Linked DNA regions of Bos taurus: region 1 is linked to region 2. The links are chromatin contacts, called in public Hi-C maps. All regions are on one chromosome and are shown on one strand. The core of a region is the stretch at or near the end of the contact, and the rest is flanking DNA. Distances in the headings are between cores, read along the strand shown. Region 1 holds the start of CCDC89 (coiled-coil domain containing 89). Region 2 holds the start of CCDC83 (coiled-coil domain containing 83).

Evidence for each region. Hi-C and Micro-C count contacts between places; a contact is called where the count stands out from the background.
Region 1: a contact with region 2 is called in a Hi-C map of skeletal muscle, with 5 times the contacts expected there. The contact joins the promoter of CCDC89 here to the promoter of CCDC83 in region 2. A contact is called at or near these places in 3 of 11 Hi-C or Micro-C datasets (blastocyst, liver and skeletal muscle).

Annotation. Positions count from the first base shown.
Region 1 is chr29:9,867,743-9,872,196 of ARS-UCD2.0, reverse strand. It overlaps CCDC89 (coiled-coil domain containing 89), which reads right to left and starts at 2,949. Exons shown (of 1, transcript NM_001046432.1): 1 at 1,533-2,949. The coding sequence starts at 2,836. The coding sequence ends at 1,751.
Region 2 is chr29:9,695,359-9,700,394 of ARS-UCD2.0, reverse strand. It overlaps CCDC83 (coiled-coil domain containing 83), which reads left to right and starts at 2,707. Exons shown (of 14, transcript NM_001038218.2): 1 at 2,707-2,791; 2 at 3,071-3,146.

The DNA of each region.
Region 1 (4,454 bases), core at 1,700-4,199, 170 kb before region 2:
CGTTGCTTAAAATCATTTATTAAAAAGGTACCAAGTAATATTTTTTTAACAAATCCATATCATTAGGTATCTCTTGGCACCCTATACTAAATGAGTGAGAAAAATACTATATAACAATCTGTCTTGGGAAGTAGTCATAATAATGCTTCTATGTCAACTAAATACTGAGAAATAAGGAAGCATAAAGTGTATTTTTATATCTACCTCTTTAAGAACTTTGTATAAATATATATAATAACTTATGTTTTATCATTACACATTTGAGTATTCCTACAAAAATGCTGTAAGTATACATATATACTTCCCATTTTTTATTTTACAGAAGGAAAGGGTTTCAAGAAAGTAGCTAATAGAAACAAAGCAATCACTCTGTGTTGCTTGTATGTATCATATCCAGTGTATGACCTGTTACCCTAAATTGGGGACTTTTGTTAACATATTGTGAAATATTAAATGAAACTACTGATACCTGCTTTTTTATAACTAAATCCCTGGTGGCTCAGACGGCAAAAGCGTCTGCCTACAATGTGAGAGACCTGGGTTCGATCCCTGGATTGGGAAGATTCCCTGGAGAAGGAAATGGCAACCCAGTACTCTTGCCTGGAAAATCCTATGGACGGAGGAGCCTGGTGGGCTACAGTCCATGGGGTCACAAAGAGTCAGACAGGACTGAGCGACTTCACTTTCACTTTCAAATCTTATTTTTATTAAGGGGGGGTGGGGAGGGGGGAGAACCAGAAAATGGAATGGGATCTAAGCTTGCAGGGAAAATTTAAAGGTGGATTTTATTTATTTGAATCATATTGCTCATATAGAATGGCTATAATAAACTTTGCCTACTTTGGAAAACAATGAGCTTAATTTTTGTTCTCCAGGCTAGTGCAAATAAAACGATATTCCATAAAGCAGGTAAGTAATTGGCCAGTTAACAAAATCAGACACTTTTCTGCAAGTTATTCATGCTATTAATATGCTATTAACTGTTATAGCTTACAGTCTCAATTGTCAGAGATTACAATCCTATCTGTTTACAAGGGCTGCTGCTGCTGCTGCTGCTAAGTCACTTCAGTCGTGTCCGACTCTGTGCAACCCCAGAGACGGCAGCCCACCAGGCTCCCCGGTCCCCCTGGCATTCTCCAGGCAAGAGCACTGGAGTGGGTTGCCATTTCCTTCTCCAACGCATGAAAGTGAAAAGTGAAAGTGAAGTCGCTCAGTTCTGTCCGACTCTTAGTGACCCTATGGACTGCAGCCTACCAGGTTCCTCTGTCCATGGGATTTGCCAGGCAAGAGTACTGGAGTGGGCTGCCATTGCCTTCTCCGATACAAGGCCTAACTGTGCTATTTTTCACAATAATACATCCCATTGCACTTATTCACAATAATACATCCCCCATTGCACTCTGAAAAGTAAGAGCTGCTAATTTTAAAACTTAGGACAGCTGAAGATATCTGAGGTTGAGAATGAATAAGTTATAGGAGAGGTGGAGATACTGATAGCAGACTTAGGAAGATTTCAAAGGCACACAACGAAATTTGGTAAATCTCGTGTATTCTAGGTGGTAGGACTGAAAAATCAGTGTTACCCTTACAATGGCACTGTAGTAAACAACATCAGTGTAGTAAAGTAGCTTTTCTTTGGTCTCTCGTACTTAAAAGTAGAATAAATGGAATGCCATCTTGACTCTCGCCATAATAGTAAGGCACAGATATCTGATTTCTTCATCGGAGGCCAGAGGAAGCAGAAACCTCCTTATGGAAAGAGATGGCGGAGTTTGGCATTGAGTTCTCTCTCCTTGCTTAAAAGATCCAGGCTGTGCTTTTTGAAAGCTTCGGACTGCAGCCTGAGTTCATCATAGGCGGCCTGGATGCCATCCACCCTGCGCTGAAGCTCCCGGACTCGCAAGTTGCTGTTCACGGCCACGGCCTCTTGCTCAAAGCGCTCGAGTGCGTGCCTCCTGGCCACGTCGGCCATCTTCAGCTTCTCCTCCAGCTGGCGGATCTCCGCTTGCTTGTTCTGAAGCACCCTGCCCCTCTCCATGGACAGCAGCAGCAGCTCCTCTTTCTCCCGAGTGACTGTCTGCAGACGGGCCCGCAGTTCCTGGTTCTGCTGACTGTGTGCCTGCTCCGCCTTCGCCGTCTGCTGCAGGGCTTCCTGCTGCTGCTGCTGGAGGCTCTGCAGCTGCATGCGCAGCTGCTCGGTCTCCTCAGTGTGGGCGCAGGCCTGCCGGTTCTGCAGCTCCAGCAGCTCCTGCTCGCGGGCCTGAGCCTGGCAGACATCATGGGCGTACTTCCGTTGCAGGGTCTCCAGCTCCTTGGCGAGGGCCTCGCTCTGGGCTGTGAGCTGCACCACTTTGGCCTCCTGGGCCTTCAGTGCTGGGCTGAAGAGCTGGTCATTCTCCAGCCTCAGCTTCTCGTTCTCCTCTCGCAGCTTGGCGTTCTGCCTTTTGTGTTCATCCTTGAAGCGGATCATCAACTCGTGGTTGGAGGCCAGGGTCATAAAGCGTTCCTCCAGCTTCTGGGCCTGCTGATTTTTGGCCTTCAGCTCCTCGGCCTCCAGCAGCCTCTTCTCCTCCAGCTCGGTGTTGAGCAGTTCCAGGGTCTGGCAGCGCTCCAGGGCCTCGTCGGATCTCCGCTTCAGGATGCAGATGAGCTGGGACTGCTCCTGGATGCGGGAACACAGCATCGCCCGCTCACTCTTGTCCTCCTCGGACAGCCCCCGGAGGTTCGCCAAGGCTTCCCTCAGACCATCCAGCTCCTTAAACCCCATCTCCTCTTCCTGGTCTTCCAGTTTTCTGTTTTGCTTATCTAAGGGTTCTTCAGAGGATGGGGTGTCCATCCTGGGAGCCGACTCTTCCTGAGGCATTGGCACGCTCCTCTACTGACTGCACAGCTGACTGCACAGCGCCCCACCGTCCAGATTTCAAACGCCACGGTGTTGCTAGGGTCTCCCGGCAATCTCCCGCAGTTGCTCGTGCACCCAGTAAGGAGCCCTGTGATTGGTGGACCGGTCTTCAGACTGCTGTGGAGTAACAACAGGAGGGAGTCCAGAGCCAATCATGTCAGGTTATGCTTGCCTTTCTAGCCAATCACAGCCCTCCGCTAACAGCCCAGGGTCTGGCATGTACTATACAGAGATGCCAGCCCCACTTGATTTCCAGCCAGCATCAGGGGTAAGAAACCTGACTCCACCTAATCTCTTGTGGGAGTAAACAAATCAAGCACTGGTGACATAGTCCTCCTCCCTGTCCCCACTTCAGTGGTCATGAGAATAAAGTCCTCTGCATGGAAACCGTTGGCTCTGTAAAGAAATTTGTAATCTATAAATACAAAGTAGCAGAAGGACCCTGCGAACAAGGATCCTAAATGGCTGTGACTTTGTACCTGTAGTGATTAACACAGCTCAGTGAAAGAAGAAACCCCAGGGAAATGTCTCTTCTTTCTTGAAGAACTGTCCCCAGCTGGGAATATATTTATTAGCTAGAACTCCCTTTTTACCCATTAACACAATAGGGTTACAGAGAAAAGCCTAATGGACAATATAGGTGTGATAAACATTAAAACACACACACAAAAGTTCAAATGAGGCTTACCTTATACACACCAAAGTCAGTTTCAGATGGATTAAACATCTGAAATGCTTAATGTTAAATGTAAGGACTAAAATGAAAACAAAATATTAAACATGGAGGGACGTCCCTGGTAGACTGTTGTTAAGAACCTGCCTTGCAATCCAGGGGACTAGGATTCGATCCTTGGTCGGGCAACTAAGCCCCTGAACAACAACTACTGAGCCCACGGTGCCTCAACTAGAGAGAAGCCGGAACGTGGTAACAAAGAATTTGTGCTCCGCCATGAAAAGACCCCTATGCCACAATGAAGATCCTGCATGCTGCAACTAAGACTCGACAGAGCCAAAAATAAAATACTTTTTAAAAATGGAAACTAGAGGAAAATAAAGGTAAGCATTGAAGCCCTGGGTGAGGAAGGACTTTCTTAGCCTACATATTATGTAAGAGACGAATAAGGTAAAGCTTAATTGGACTAAGTTGAACATCTAAAAGATATAAAAGTTATATATAATTTAAAAACTGTGAGACTCTGATGTCTCTCTATCATTTTCTTCCTCTGGACCTGCCTGCTGCTTTATTCCCTAACCTAACCTAGCTATTGAAATTTCCTTTGTTGGCCCTGTCTGTTGGTGTCCTCTCTGCCTGAAATGCTTTTTTCCTACCTTGTTACTTTAGTCATTAACTCTGCATTTTACACTCAGTTAGGAATCACCTCCTTCATGAAACCTTTCCTGGCCCCTAGAAGGCAATGGCACCCCACTCCAGTACTCTTGCCTGGAAAATCCCATGGACGGAGAAGCCTGGTGGGCTGCAGTCCATGGGGTCGAGAAGAGTCGGACACGACTGAGCGACTTCACTTTCACTTTTCACTTTCATGCATTGGAG
Region 2 (5,036 bases), core at 1,458-3,957:
TTTTTGGATAAGAAGTTACAGCAGGGCTTTTCCAGTGCTTAAAAGTAATTTTGTTGTCAGTTAAAGCTCTGATTTACCAGAAGTCTGAACTGTTTTACAAAATCAGTGGGTTAATCACTAGCTCATATTTCTAAAAATTATTGTGAGACTTAATACATTTGGTTGACTGCCTTATGGTTTATTTGCAGAGGTAATGAAAATAAGTTTAAAAGTATAAAAATGTTTAGCCACAGAAATACCAAACAAATTTTTTGTGTTTCTGCCAAAATCAGACAACATTTGGCTTTTTCTACCACAGACACTCTCCTACCTCTATTTCTGCATCATTCAACATGGCAAGGCTCACAGAAAACCAATGCCAAATGAAGAAACTCAGCAAATGGTTTTTATCCGGCTTCACTGTTTGACCACCAACTGGCAAACACCGTAAGAAAAACTGTACAGGAGATAAACAATAGGGTAAAAGTACATTTTGACCATGGGCCCAGCCTCTAGCAAAAGAAGCTGGCCTGGGATTTATAGAACGTGATTTGGGAAGGAATTCAAAGTCCTGAAGAATCACAAAATTGTTTTTCTGTTTACCAACAACAAAAAATCCCCATGCTTTAAAAATTGGGATGGTGGTAACTTTTTTCCTCTTATACCTGTACTCTATTCAATTATTTTACTCCCCAACCTCTTGCTGCTGTTCTAGAGAAGACCAAGGAACTAAAAACACTTTATCAGATGTGTAGAACACAGCAAATTAACACTGAACAAATATAAAACCCTAGTAGAATAAAGGGCAGTTTGAACAAGGTAGAAGACATAAATGACCTCAAACTAGCTAGGTCTCAGGTGACTTTTTACTTAGAAAAATTACCTTAACCAAAGGTAATTAATATTTTTATTCGCTGCTTCAGTTCTCCTCCATAAGCTCTTAATATGTATTCACGTAACAGCATTAATCACGAAATACATGAAAATGTATTTTTAAAAAATCAAATTCAAGGATGCCAAATGTTAGACTTCCAAGACAAAAAGGATGCCTACTTGACTCAAATGTAACTAAGTGCTCTCAGTATATAAGAAATTGTCTTGAGGCAGGAAATGAGAATGAATCCAGGTGAGGAAAAGGGGAAATTCACAGGTTGTAGGTGTATATTTTTCCCCCTTGAAATTAGGAGTTCAGTTCAGTCGCTCAGTTGTCAGAATCAGGTTCTTTTCCAGTGAGTCAGTTCTTCACATCAAGTGGCCAAAGTATTGGAGTTTCAGCTTCAGTATTAGTCCTTCCAATGAATATTCAGGACTGATCTCCTTTAGGATGGACTGGTTGGATCTCCTTGCAGTCCAAGGGACTCTCAAGAGTCTTCTCCAAAACCAGAGCTGCCAAAAGTGGAAAGAGAGGGAAAGACGAAATCTATACTGGTTTTCTTGAGGTTTTGGAGCCAAAAAAAGATAAAACGAGAAGGAACATAAGCAGTATCAGGGGCTTTTAGAGCTGTGCTGCTGCTAAGTCGCTTCAGTCGTGTCCGACTCTGTGCGACCCCATAGACGGAAGCCCACCAGGCCCCTCCGTCCCTGGGATTCTCCAGGCAAGAATACTGGAGTGGGTTGCCATTTCCAGTTACCTTAAAAGCATTTAGTCCAGGGGTCTGCAGTTCTCCTTGGAGTTAAACCCGAGAAAATGCTTACACAAAATGAAAGCAGGCAGGAGAGAGGCCTCCGTGGTGGAAGGGGCGGGGTGCGGAGAGGCGAGCAGAACGCACATCCCTTTCCCATCCTACAAGCTGTCGGAAAACCACGGTCAAATCCTGATGTCTAACTTCACAACGGAAGAAACAGCGAGTAGCTTACAGTCACAACACAGAGCCTAGATCTCAAGCCTCTACACCACTCGCGGCCTCCCAGTTCGCCTCGCGAGGGAGTTAAAAGTGGGCGAGTGAGTCTTGGAAGATAAGTTATGACCAATCCAGACCTAGATCAACCTAGGTTAGTTATGACCAACCTAATATGCTAGACAGCATATTAAAAAGCAGAGACATTACTTTGCCAACAAAGGTCCGTCTAGTCAAGGCTATGGTTTTTCCAGTGGTCATGTATGGATGTGAGAGTTGGACTGTGAAGAAAGATGAGCGCCAAAGAACTGATGCTTTTAAACTGTGGTGTTGGGAGAAGACTGTGGAGAGTCCCCTGAACTGCAAGGAGATCCAACCAGTCCATCCTAAAGGAGAGATCAGTTCTGGGTGTTCATTGGAAGGACTGATGTTGAAGCTGAAACTCCAGTACTTTGGCCACCTGATGCGAAGAGCTGACTCATTGGAAAATACCCTGATGCTGGGAAAGATTGAAGGCGGAAGAAGGGGACGACAGAGGATGCGACGGCTGGATGGCATCACCGACTCAATGGACATGAGCTTGAGTAAACTCCAGGAGTTGGTGATGGACAGGGAAGCCTGGCGTGCTGCATCCCATGGGGTTGCAAAGAGTTGGACACGATTGAGCGACTGAACTGAACTGAGGGAGTCTGGGTGCAGCTGCGCGAGTTGAGACGGTGAGAACCGGGTAGGGAGGCAACGGGAGCGCGGACCCGCGACCTGACTGTTCCCCGCTGCGGCCACCAGGGGGCGGGCCCGGCCCGCCGCTCGCGGCTTGCGGTGGTGGACTGGGGAGGCCCGCGCGCGCCGGTCGCCTTGGAAACGGGGGGCGCTGCGGCTGCACTGGAGTGAACTGGCCTGGTCCGCCCGCCGGCCGTGCGCGCTGCCTTCGGGTCCACTGCTGTGTATCCGCACCCGGAAACCGTCCAGGGGAGGTCAGGACACCGCCTAGCCTCCTTGCTCGGCCCCGGCTCCTTCCAGTCTGACTCTTAAGACTTTTTATGAGCATCTCCGCCCGGTACCCACTGGCCCTGCAGCTGGCTCCGCCACAAAACGGGCCTGGGGTTCCGACTTTCTGGGGGTCCAACATCGAGTGAAGTGCTGGGCGGTTAGGAGCCGCTAACCTTCTAACCTTTCACTCAGGAGACACAAAGGGAGGAAGAACTTTTTGGATCCGATCAGAATACTAACGCATCTCTCTTTCCGCCTCACAGTAGAACCCCTGGATACGTTGCTCATTTGCCTTTCTGAGATCTCAGTTCCGGAGAGCAGGATCTGACTTTATCTCAGGTTTGTAACCTTCGTGATGCCCTCAGCCTCTGGCACACAACGGATGCTCAGTAGACTAATCATGCCTTCTGTTCGTATGGGGCTTTATCGCTTGGCAGTTTTCCCAAAGCATTTGAGCCTCATTAATAATCCTGACAGGTAGGAAAGATGGAAGAGAAAGCGAGGGTCAGAGAGGTCTAGAGACCTGTCCGAGTTTATAAAACTCCTTCATGGAGGAGCTAGGTCTAGACTCCAATCTCCTTAATGCTCTTCTCGCTGAATCCGCAGTCTGGTGAAAGGCTTTAGATAACAGACCCCGCAAATCTTTGCGTCCTTAGTACCAGCATGGAGCCCTCCCGCTGCAGGAGCTTTATAAGCTCTGGGTGTGGCATTGATGGCTCTTCACCCTCAGCTTCTTGCCCTGGCTGCTGGCAGCATCCTTAGTTCTAAATAGGACGCTTGGCTTCTTTCTTTTATTAATCTATTAGATTTGTATCGCAGCTTGTTTGTCTCCTCATTCCCCTTCTTACCCCATAATTCTCTGCTGGGTGGAGAGAGTTGAGAAAGCAGTTGGGAGGTGAGAGAACATGTCACATCTGATGACAAAAAAAGAGAGAAAGCTTCCTGTGAAGGCAGAGAAGGAAAAGAATAAGATTAGGTATTTATCAACATGTATAATAATTGCTCATTGTTTTCTTTCCACCACCCCCAAGACCGAGCCCCAGTTGGCACGCTTTATTCACTGTTAAAGGAGAGAGGTCTTTTCATTCTCCTTCGCCATCAGAGTGTGGAAAGTCCTGCATGTATATATGTCCATTATTCTCACCATATTCTCTTCATGGTTATGTTTCTTTTCCAAATTGGCTGTATCTTACATTTTAAAGTTGTTTGAGGCTATATGTACATGATCTGTACAAATGAGGTGGGTCTGAAATTTTGTGAGACTAAATTTAGGTGATATCATCACTACTAAGAGCCTTTAAATGCATTCAGGTTTTTTTTTTTTTTTAATATATGCTGGAGAACATTTCCACAACATTTTAGATTGTATTAAAAATAGTATCCTAGCCTAACTGAGAATTTGAATTTAAAAGTCATTTTACTTTCCAATCAGGGTATATACAATATTATGAGCAAATAAATAGGACCATCAGGAAAGAAAGTGTGCATATTATTTGCCAGTCGGGCATTTGAATCAGGTCTGAACACCCAGTTTGTGCCTAATGGGAGATGGTGACCTATATGGTAATATCTGTTTTTGAATTCCCAAAATGAGTTGCTGAAGTAGTTACCTTTCAGTATTTGAGGAGTTATGCCTTGTTGAAGATGAGTGCCTTAATGGTTAGATGTCAGATTGTTCGTTAACAAAGGCTTTTGGAAGTACTGCATTATTACAGCTGTTGTTAGACTGACATAATTTTATAGCTTGTTAATGGCAAAGCCATGTCTAGACTTCAAGACTTCCAATACTCATAGAGAGATCTTTTTTTAAATAAATCATGGTCTCAACCCCTGATGGAATCTTATTCAGAACTTTTATCATTACTGATGCTATTAAGTAAATATCCACCATTTCAATCTATATATGAAACATTAGCTAGCAAACATCAGGATCTACTTCAAACATCTAGAAAGGCATGAGGGCAGAACTGCCACTCCCAGCCTCCATAGAACTATGAAAGGAGTCATTAGGAAGCTTCTGGATATTCATGGCTCCACAAAGTCATGAGGAACTTTCTAGGTATTGAGCCAGGACCCTGAGACAGTGCAGGAAAGGACAGACTCCTTGTTTGGGGGATAATGCAGAACGTAAAGAATCCACCTGCAGTGCAGGAGACCTGAGTTTGGCCCCTGGGTCAGGAAGATTCCCTGGAGAAGAGAATGGCTGCCAACTCTAGTATTCCTGCCTGG